2 separate regions of the Mus musculus genome follow, and region 1 is linked to region 2. The links are chromatin contacts, called in public Hi-C maps. All regions are on one chromosome and are shown on one strand. The core of a region is the stretch at or near the end of the contact, and the rest is flanking DNA. Distances in the headings are between cores, read along the strand shown.

What was found. Hi-C and Micro-C count contacts between places; a contact is called where the count stands out from the background.
Region 1: a contact with region 2 is called in a Hi-C map of the Ba/F3 cell line, with 4 times the contacts expected there. The contact joins two enhancer-like sites. A contact is called at or near these places in 8 of 15 datasets of contacts at CTCF or cohesin (the G1E-ER4 cell line, the NIH/3T3 cell line, embryonic stem cells and 3 more), 72 of 484 Hi-C or Micro-C datasets (the AML12 cell line, the Ba/F3 cell line, the C2C12 cell line and 29 more) and 5 of 115 datasets of contacts at active chromatin or transcription factors (bone marrow-derived macrophages, embryonic stem cells and fibro-adipogenic progenitors).

Annotation. Positions count from the first base shown.
Region 1 is chr1:120,289,919-120,295,413 of GRCm38.p6, reverse strand. No RefSeq gene overlaps it. Among named protein-coding and RNA genes, the nearest start is that of Steap3, 34 kb to the right of the region's middle. Within about 2 kb of position 1,438, at least 57 of the 459 cell types and tissues checked have an H3K27ac peak or open chromatin away from gene starts, as enhancers often do. A contact at or near this core is called in the Ba/F3 cell line, CD8 T cells and pro-B cells, where this site is marked.
Region 2 is chr1:120,194,798-120,199,829 of GRCm38.p6, reverse strand. No RefSeq gene overlaps it. Among named protein-coding and RNA genes, the nearest start is that of Steap3, 62 kb to the left of the region's middle. Within about 2 kb of position 2,434, at least 23 of the 459 cell types and tissues checked have an H3K27ac peak or open chromatin away from gene starts, as enhancers often do. A contact at or near this core is called in the Ba/F3 cell line, CD8 T cells and pro-B cells, where this site is marked.

The DNA.
Region 1 (5,495 bases), core at 189-2,688, 97 kb before region 2:
CAAGGGCAAAGCTCTCTGCTGCATCAAGTGGCTGCAGAGGCACGGGGTGTGCAGCTGAGCCATCCATCCTGTCTTAATGATGCCAGGAAGGAGGCAGGTTCACAGGTGGAAGACTGAGACAGCTTCTGCTCTCCGAGGAATGCAAGGACAGGCAAAGAACAAGAGGGAACAAAGGGAACAACTTCTGCTCCCCCAACCCCATGCTAGGGATTGAACGGAGGACTCAGGCATGTTGGTCAAGTGCCCATCCAGTGAACTACATCCCCAGCAGTAGACATTCTGCTTTTTAAGGCGACGCCAAGAAATAATTAAGGACTGGCTTAGTGGATGAAAGGACTTGCCACCAAGCCTGAGGATCTAAGTTCAAATCCTAGGACTCAGATGGTAGAAGGAGAGATCTCTCCTCCAAGTTGTCCTCTGACCTCCATGTGCAAGGCATGATGTGCATGTGCCCTGTGCCCTCACACATACAAAAGTACACAGACACAGGTAGATAGGTGATAGATAGGTAGATAGATAGATAGATAGATAGATAGATCAATTAATTTTTAAAACTAAACATTTTAAAAAGTGGTTGTTAACTGGAAAATAAAAAAGTCAAGCCACAGCTGTTGGCAGTGATATTGATCCATCTTTACCCCACAAAACAAAAGCTATTTTAGGTTAAAACAAAAAGAAGCAAGGAGGAGCTGGAGACATATACCAGTCAGCAGAACACCTGCCTACAAGGTGTATAGCCCTGGGTTTGATCACCAGCATTCTATAAAACTGGACATGGTGACACACAACTGTAATTCCAGCAATTGGGAAGGAGATATAGGAGGAATGCAAGTTCAAAGTCATTCTTGGCTACAGAATAGGTCTGAGGCCAGCCTAGGATGTGGGAGACCTGGCCTCAAAAAAATAAAAATAAAAAAAGGAAAGAAAGAAAGAGAGAGAGAGAGAGAGGGAAATGAAAAGAAAGACAGAACGTTTGCTTTTTGTTCTTGTTTTAAGGAGGGATGCACCCATTTCCTAATCTCTGTCAGGGGACAGGGACTCGGGGATACTGACTGCCTCAACAGAGTGCTCACACTCTTCAGAGGCAGACATACAGCTGTGTGTGGCCTTGAATGAAGGGGAAGGGAGAGAAGGAGAGATGGAGGAATTCAAAAGAAGCAGAGGACAACAGAGCAACAGAAGTGGAAGCTACCACTGAAGCCCTATGGAGACTGCCTGGCTTGAGTGTTGCCTTAGTTACTTTTCTGTCTCAATGACAATAGCATATCAGACACAAAGCAACATGGGGAATATGGGTTTTACTTTACCTCACTTTCAGGGGGAATATAGTCCATTATGGCAGGACAAGCAAAACAAACCGAATGAGCATGAGGTCAGACTAGCAGTCAGGAAGCAGAGAGCAGAAAAACAGGAAGTGAGGTCAAGCTATAAGCCTTCAAAGCCCACCCCCAGTGGCATACTTCCTCTACCTCCTAAAGGTTTGGCAGCTTTCCCAAACAGCACTACCAGCCAACAAGCAAGTATTCAGACATGTGTAAGGAACATTTCATGTTCAAACTACAACAGATGTGGTTTGCCCCCCAAGGCTCATGTGGCTTGGTCCTCTCTGTGGTGATGTCATGATATTAAAGTGATATGTGACATTTACCATCGTAGTGTTGTCTCTGTGTATGTGAAGAATGGGAGGGGCACCCAATCACCTGCTGTAAGGGACCATGATTCACTTAAGAGTGATATTCCAGGTTCAAATAGTATGTAAATGTAAAGAGTGTTTTATTCTGCAGAAGTCCAGCATGCTGTGGTCGGTCTACCACCTACAAAGATGGAGAGACACTGAAGTGAGCTCACAGGCCTGATTTAAAGCACATTAGGGAAATTCTGGGGAAGGGTAAGTGACCTCTATCTTAATCTTGGCTCTATCACTAAGGACATCCCAGAATCATTGCAGGGCAGGGGTGGGGGGGCTGGAAACTGTTGCTGGGGAAGTCTGGAAACTGTTGTTGAGAAAGTCTGGAAACTGCCACTGACACACTGTCCTTGCCTTGGGTGGTGGGGCAGCTTCTGAGGCCTGAACTTGCCTGGATTTGCCCAGTTCTTGGAAACAGAAATATAGGCCTAGTCTTCTAAGCCTGTAATAGAGTCAGCTTGGCCTCCTCGATGCTTGTTTTCTCCTCTCCTGGTGGGGTGGCTGATCCTGTGGCCTCAGACAAACAGAAGCTGCTAGAGGAAGAAGGTCAAAGCAGCACGGAAGGATAGGAGTCAAATGGCCCACCCAGGGTCTCAGCTGGAAGGCTGAACTGTGAGAAGATAAACAGACCTCCTGTTGGGCCTGCTCCAAAGCACTGCTGGTCTGGATCCTGTGAGAACGTCCCTATCATCCTGGAAGATGGCCCCCAACAGAGGTTTTCAGGCAAGAAGTAAGTGGACCTCCACTAAACCAATGGTGAAGAAAGACATTTTGTGGGAGTATGCATGCAGCTGCAAGCATTTGGCACTCAGAGGACAGCTTGTGAGAATCGGTTCTCTCCTCCTCCCTTGCTTCTTCTAGGATTTGAACTCAAGTTGAGGGACTCTAAAGGGCTTTTGTCCCTCCTTACAGCTTCGCCCTCCCGCCTAGGGACAAGGCTAGGCCAAGTTTCATTCTCCACCCAGAGGAATATTCTAGAGTTAAAAAAAAAAATCTCAGAATGTACTGACTGATAGTCACCTGACCATATGGAAAGTCCCAGGTAGAGTTCAAATGCGTGTCATGCTTGCTAGCCAATAGATTTAAAGGTCAATATGCTTAGCCAATAACTTTGATCTGTAACCTTGCTGATGTAACCTGTAATAGCCATTGGGGTGGCCTTCTAGTCACTTGCCTTGAGGGACTAATTGAAGGTCGACGTAGGCACACTGGAAAATAAACCTCTTACTTTTGCATCGATCTGCATTTCAGGGTCTCACTTGGGGGATCCTCAAAGTAATACCAATGACCGAAGGTTGGGGTCTTACAAAGTCATCAGGCTTGGCTGGAAGAGCCCTTATCCACAAAGCCATCTCACTGACCTGAGCAAGACCTTCTGACTGGTTGGGAAACTCCATGAGAGAGACAGCGTTTTCATAGTCATGTGCAGAAGATGGTCAGGTGATTTCTGTGTCGTACCAGTAACAGAAAGCCCCACAATGAGGCATTGGCTGTCCCTTCGCCTTATTTATTGTATGTTGCTGTGGTGGTTTGAGTAGGTTTGCCCCCTCCCCCATAGACTCTTGTGTTTGAATAGTTGGCCTACAGGCAGTGGCACTATTAGGAGGTGTGGCCTTCCTGGACTGAGTGTGGCCTTGTGGGTATGGTGTGTCCGTATAGGGATGGGCTTTGAGATTTCCTATGCTTAGGCTCCTCCCAGTGTGATATTCTAGTCTCCTCCTGGCTGCCTTCAGAGCCAGATGTAGTCTCTACATCATGTTTGCTTCCATGCAGCTGTGCTTCCCATCATGATAATAGATTAAACCTCTGAAACTGAAAGCCAGTCCCAGTTAGATGTTTTCTTTTATCAGAGTTGCCTTGGTCGTGGTATCTCTTCACAGCAATGGAACCATAGCTAAGACAGTTGCATCAGTTTTCTCATGACTACAACAAAATAACTAACAAAATGGAGCTTTAGAAAGAGTTTAGCCAGATGTTAGTGGTGCACACCTTTAATCCCAGCACTCGGGAGCCCCAATCAGGCAGATCTGAGTTTGAAGCTAGTCTGATCTACAGAGTGAGTTCCAGGGCAGCCAAGGCTATTCAGAGAAATTGTGTCTTGAAAAACAACAAATAAAAAAACAAACAAACAAACAGTTTATTTTGACTCACAGTTTGAGAATATAAGCGATCCATCATGGCAGGGGTGTAAGGTAGCTGGTCACATGGCATCCACAGTCAGGAAGCAGAAAGAGATGATTACTGCTGATCAATCTCTGTCTCCCCCTCCCTCTCCCCCCCATAAAGAAAGGCTTTTATTAGGGACAAGGAAATACACACAGCAAGAAACACGGAGAGAAAAGCTGTCTGCAAAGCATAGGGGACCCTCAGGAGGCTGGAATATGGTGTCTCCTTGAGGGCTCACCTTCTCCTTTGTATGCAGTCCCTCCCAGCCCATGGAATGTGCAGCCCACATTGAGGGTAAATCTCCTACCCCCATCAGCCCAATCTAGAAACCCACTCTGAGTCACAGCCAAGGATAATTCTAGGTCCTCCCAACTTGACAATTCTAACCACGGTGTTGTTGAAGCCACTAGGGTGACTGTACCAGCGTGCTTCTGTCTTCTGCTTAAATCATGAAATCTGTTTCAATAGGCATCAGAGGAGACGGAATGAGGAAAAGAAAGATGTAAAGAAGCCCCTCCCCTCCTCCCCTCCCTCCTCCCCAGTCAGTGGCTTCCTTATTCAAATCCTCTCCCTCTCTCTCTCTCTCTCTCTCTCTCTCTCTGTACTTACTTTGCTCTCTGTGTTTCACACAAAGCAAAGAAATCCTCCCGGCTCCTGCTGAAGAACTGCAATGTTTCCACTTTGGGAAACACAAAGGCAATTTTGTACCTCTTTCTGTGTCACTGTATCGTGTCTTGCTGAGTTTGGAGATCACTATGGATGGCTCACTGCTGTGGCAGCAGGAGCACAGGCCTGCTTGTTCACATCTCTAGACGAGCGAGTGAACAGAGAGAGATGGGGTTCATACTGTAACTCCCAAGCTCCCAGAAACCCACTCCCTCCAGCAAGGGTCCACCTCCTAAAGGTTCTACAACCTCCTAAAACCCCATCACCAGCTGGGAACCACTTTTCCAACACACAAATCTGTGGCACCTATTTTATTTCAATATCATTATCGAGTTCTGACTTTTTAAAAGGAGAGGCCCTTTCCTGAGACCCTGAGGCCACATATAACTGGTTGTAAAGGGTGCCTGAATACTGACTATCTGAAAGAGGACCCCATGGCCCTCATCCTTCTATAGGTGAACCTCAACAGTCAGCAAGCTCATCATTGACCCATCATTGTCTGAGTTCCTCAAAATGGTCTGACAAGCTGTCAGAACAATGCGAAACCTCTTCCTGGGAGACAAGCCTACCCCCTAGCAGGCACCATAAACAGCAGCAGGCCCCTGTGACCAGCTTGCTGCTTTGGAGTGCCAGGAGCATAAGAGAAAATCACTTCTACTTTAGCTTGTTTCACAGAGATGGGCAGGATGTGGGTTTGGAGTTCATGCTGTGCAGTCATCCTGGCAGGAGATGATGTATTTTAAAGAGATATTTATGCTATCAGACTCATGAAACAATAGACCCCAAATGATTAGAATTCCCTGAGAAATCTGAGGAGAGGAAAAGGCTGACACCCTGGTGCCCGCTAGAGGGTAGGCTTGTCTCTCAGGAAGAGGTTTCACACAGTCCTGACAGCTTATCAGACCATCTTGAGACACTAGAACCCAGACAATGATGAGCCAGTGATGGGATTCTTGGCTGTTCCCCTATAGAAGGA
Region 2 (5,032 bases), core at 1,185-3,684:
CTTCCCATCATCTTCTAATAAGATTTGTTCTTATCTGGACGCCTCTCCAGCTGTGGTACCGTATTAAACATCTGCAGAGTGATAATGGAACTTGGACTGAACACACTGGGCGAGTCACCAGGCTGACGTGAGCTCTACTCTCAGACTCTACTCTTATCTCCGCCTCTGCTCCCTGTCATCAGCCCGACATGGACTGAGAACACAGGACGTGGCACTTGGCTTTTACTCTGGTTGGTACTCATGATGGTTAATCCTAACCGACAGTCCAATGAGAGCTGGAACCACTTAGGAGACGCACCTCTGGGTCATCTGCGAGGCCAAGACTGAGGAGCAGAGAGAAGACCTGTCCTTAGGGCAGGTGCCATTGTCAATGTATGGCCCAAACATGAAGAGGTCCACAGCATGTTGTCAGAGTGCCTTCTAATGCCTATGGTTATGCCTGTAGATTAGTGCTGCTCTCAACCTTGGCCAGAGAAGTTTCCTCCTGCGGTGGGCAGCTGTTAGTGCAGAGACTCTGAACTGGTCCCAATACCAAGAGCAAGAGACTATTGAATGCTCAGCCCTAAAGAGGACACCTATGCCGACAAGCTCAAGACTCAGGAAACATCTCCGAAGGGAGGCAGAAAGAAGGAAGGGGGAGGAGGAGAGCCGAGCCGAGAAATGCTGTCTTCAGGACATGACACACTCAGTGTGCTAGTGATCTCACTACAGCTGTAGCCAGCACAAGCCCAGTCAGCATGCCAGCAGGCACCACTGATTGCAGAGTGGGTTACCAGTAAATAAATAAATAAGTACATAAGTAAATAAGTAAGTAAGTAAGTAAATAAATAAATAAATAAATAAATAAATAAATAAATAAGCTGGGGAGAGAGTGAAAATAAAAAAGAGAGTCATTTTGGGGTGTCTAAGAGAAGTAGAAGGGGGAAGTTGGGGTTCAGATAATCAAAATACATTATTTACTTGCATAAAATTGTCAAAGAATACAGAATATTCTATTATTAAATAAATAAATAAGAGGTCCAAGGAAAAATCAGTGTCGCTTGCCTGCCTCTGCCTCTGCTTCTTGCTGGTGAATGCATCTACTCTGCTGTTGCTGTTGCTGTTGCTGCTGCCACTCCACCCTACACTGACATCAGAACCCAGCTTCTTCAGCCTTCCACTGTGGATGGAAGTCCAGCATCCCTCCTGTGCCCCTCCATGCCCTCAGCTCCAGATGAGGCATGCAGCTTCCTGGGTGAATACCTGCTGGCTTCCTAGCTTCTCCAGAATGTAGGCAGCCATTACCAGATGGTCCAGCCTGTCATGTAAACCAATATGGTGAATCCCTTTAAATAATATATATTCATTTTTTTGTTCTTGGTTCTAATACACCTCCTAAGTGTGGAGTTTCTTAGTTGTTAAAGTAAGTGAAAGACAAGCACGGGGTTTGCTGAGTCAGCTGCAGGGCCCCTTAGTATTTAAAACCATTCAGCCTTCAGGAAGAAAACAGGGGGTGTCCCCTTCTTCAGACTAATTCTCATGTTCGTGCCACAGGTGTCCCTGTGCCTACAAAGCTCTGACACCTGGGTACAAGAGGGCAGCTCCCAGATGCCCTGCTGGGCAGGGGTTATCCTGCCATTGCATATGGAAGCGGTTTACTTTGGAACCTCACAGGCCCAAACAATGGACATGCACAGCTGCGAATACCAGGAGGCATCGGGCTGGGGAGCTTTGAGAACTCGCTCACCCCTTCAGCCTTCAGTTTTGAAATATGATCCTCAGCAGATAATCAGGGCATTCTGTAAAAAATGTTAGCTCATCCTTCACACTCTAGAAGTCAGCAAGATGGGGGCTGGAGAGGATGGCTCAGTGGGCAAGTGCTTGCTGTACTCCTATGAGGGGTCAGGTGGGATCCCAGCACCTATGTGAAGTCAGGTATAGTGGTGCACACCTGCAACCCCAGTACAGGAATGGGGTAGAGGTCGGCAGATAACAGAGCATCCTGGTCAGTGAGTCTAGCCAATCAGTGAACACCAGGTTCAGAGAGAGACTGTCCCAAAAGGTACCTCATGTCAACTTCTACCCCCTCCACAGACTCACACACACATCTGCACACACTTGCACACAAATATGCACACACACACATATGAATACACACACACACAAACACATATGAATGCACACACACACACACACACACACACACACATACCAGCAATAACAGAGACACAATATAGAAGTTGTGCTATGACTTTAGAATAATCAGGTCCTGACTTTTAAATTAAATCAAAGGTTAGACACTAGCCATCCTGCCACCACTTCTGAGCACTGGCAAGGGCCACTACAGTTACAAGCTAAAGGATTTGACTTTGAGCTAAAGAACTCCAAGGCCAGCCACCCTCCGGTGGGCCAACCACCCACTCTAGGTGATGAATAGATGACTCACTGGTTGTGCCCACAGCTTCCGGTCCTTGGCAGACTCTGCTGCCACCTGGTGGCTGACATAGAGCAGACAGGCACCAACTGCTGCCTGGCCTCTGTAAGGAATGTGAGCTAAAAGTCCGGGAAGGTATCACTGGAGGATACCACTGATCCGTATTGGGGCAGCCAACAGCTGGTCCTGAGCTGCGGATCTAGAAAATTCAAACTGCAAAAGCTGACCTTGCAAGACTATTCTACCCAGAAACCACATTTGGCCTCTCTCTGTAACCATTTGTTCTATAGCTGAACTTGAAGCAAGGTTTGCCCAGAGAACAGAGGAAGTGTCCATTGCTCTGCTGTTTGAAGGAGTCTACTGTTCCTAAGTGGAAAACAAAGCAGTCAGAAAAGGTAGATATCAGGTTATGTGCTCTGGATCACCTGCATCCAGGTATAATGTGTCCAGAAAAGGAGACAGAAAGGCAAGGGATTCCTGGAAAACCAGAGTCCTTCCAGGGCTCTGAGAACATCTGGGCCATTGCGGAGCTGAGTTTGACTGGCAGACACTGGCAAGCAGGGTGATAGAGGTGCCTACCTCACTGGAAGTCCCAGCATCATGAGTGCCTGCGTGTGTGGAATATAACATTGTGTTCAGCATCTACAGATTGTGTGTGTGTGTGTGTGTGTGTGTGTGTAGTGTTCATATGTGTGTGAATGTGTGCATGAGAGTGCACATTCTTGTAGGGAGGACAGAGGTCAATATCACGTGTCTTTCTCAATCACTCTCTACCTGATCTTCTTTCTTTTTGAAAGACTTACTTTTTGTAATTGTTTAGATATGTGCATGGGGACATAGGTACCCTTAGAGGCCAGAAGAGAGTGCCAAGTCCCTTGAAACTAGAGTTTCAGGCACTTGTGAGCCATCTACCACAGGTGATGGAAACCAGGCTCACATCCTCTGGGAGAGCAGTACCTGCTCCTAACTGTAGAGCTGTCTCTCCAGACCTTCCATCTTGCTCTGAAACAGTGTCTTTCTTTCACTGAACCCAGAGTTCCCCGGTTTGGCCAGACTGGCTGGCCAGTGAGCTGCAGGAACCTTTGTGTGGGATTATAGACACACACCACCATGTTCAGCTTTTTTTTTTTTAATGTGGCTGCTACAGCTGAGAACCCAGGTTTTCATGCTTGCATGACAAGTCCCCTACCAAATGCACCATCTCCCCAGCAACAGTGTGCACACTGGGGTGCAGTGAGATGAATGTTGTTAATGAAGCATGGATGTGCCAGAATCACATTATGTGTGCTGCACACTTGGCTCGGTCGTTTCCCCTGAGCCCAGAGGCAATCTGAGGTCAGCGCAGACATCCTGCTTGAATGGAGTAGAAGACTGAGGCTTCTGCCCCACCAAGGTCAGACCTCTCGGTTAGTGGTGGTGGGTGCTGGCTCTTCGGGCTGCTGCTGCCTGACTGCACAGCAAATGCTCCTTCCTTCTCCTCACGCTTGCCTAAAGCAAACACAGCAAGACAAATAACGCAGCCCATGCAGGAGGGCACCATTTGCCTTTTGTAATCTGAATGATTTTTAATGTCACCACAAGTTCACTTCTAGGTCACTTCTAAGCAAGCAACTTTGCTTGAAGTCGAGTGAGGGAGACTGCACGATCGTGTGGACAGTCCTAAAAGCCACTATTGAGCTCTCTGCCCCGCTTTCCAGGGACTGTTCAAGAGGAGACAGATGATAGTCTAGGACATTCCCCTTTCTAATGGTGGAAAAATTAGAATAATGTTTTGTTTTCTGGCTGGCAAAAAAAAAAAAAAAAAATCCTCACAAGACACAGAACTGCCTCTGGGCATACAGAGAACTTCTAGGCAGAGAATACATCTGAAACCTGGAGATGCAGATACAGCCCCTACCAGAGGGAGACTGACATAATCTGTATCCCTCTGTCTCTCTCTTTTGTAGACAAGGTCTCATGAAGCCCAGGCTGACCTTGTTATATAAAGGGTGACTCTGACCTTCTGGTCCTCCTGCCTCCACCTCCCACGTGCTGGGATTGTAGACAGCACCACCACGCCCAGTTTACATGGTGCTGGGGATTCTACCCCTGGCTTTGTGCATATTCGGCAAGCAGCCCACCAACTCAGCCACACCCCAGCCCCTCCAACGCAACTCCTAATCATGTTTTCTCAACTCCTATTAAAATACATAAGCATTCAGGAACACTCAGCATGTTTTCCCAGAGCCCAGTCTATTCAAGTTTATGAAGCTGATTATATAGATATATTCCTTTTATTCAGACCCACTGGATTATTTCGCTATAAAATGAGTGTCAGAAACCTGCCAAACTTTGTTTTAAAATGCAAACTCAGTCTCCAAGTCACTCATTCATGTCACCAAGAGCTGAAGTCAGAGAGTTTATAGCAGAGAGGTGGCAGGGGCTGGCCACCTAGGACCTCTAAGCCTCCTCAGCTTTGACTGAAAGGAAGGTGGTGTGTGTGTGTGTGTGTGTGTGTGTGTGTGTGTGTGTGTGTGTGTACACCACTGCATGTATGTGAAGGTCAGAGGACAATCTGAAGAAACCAGTTCTCTTTCTAGCATGTAGGTCCTGATGACCAAACTGAGGTCACCAGGCTTG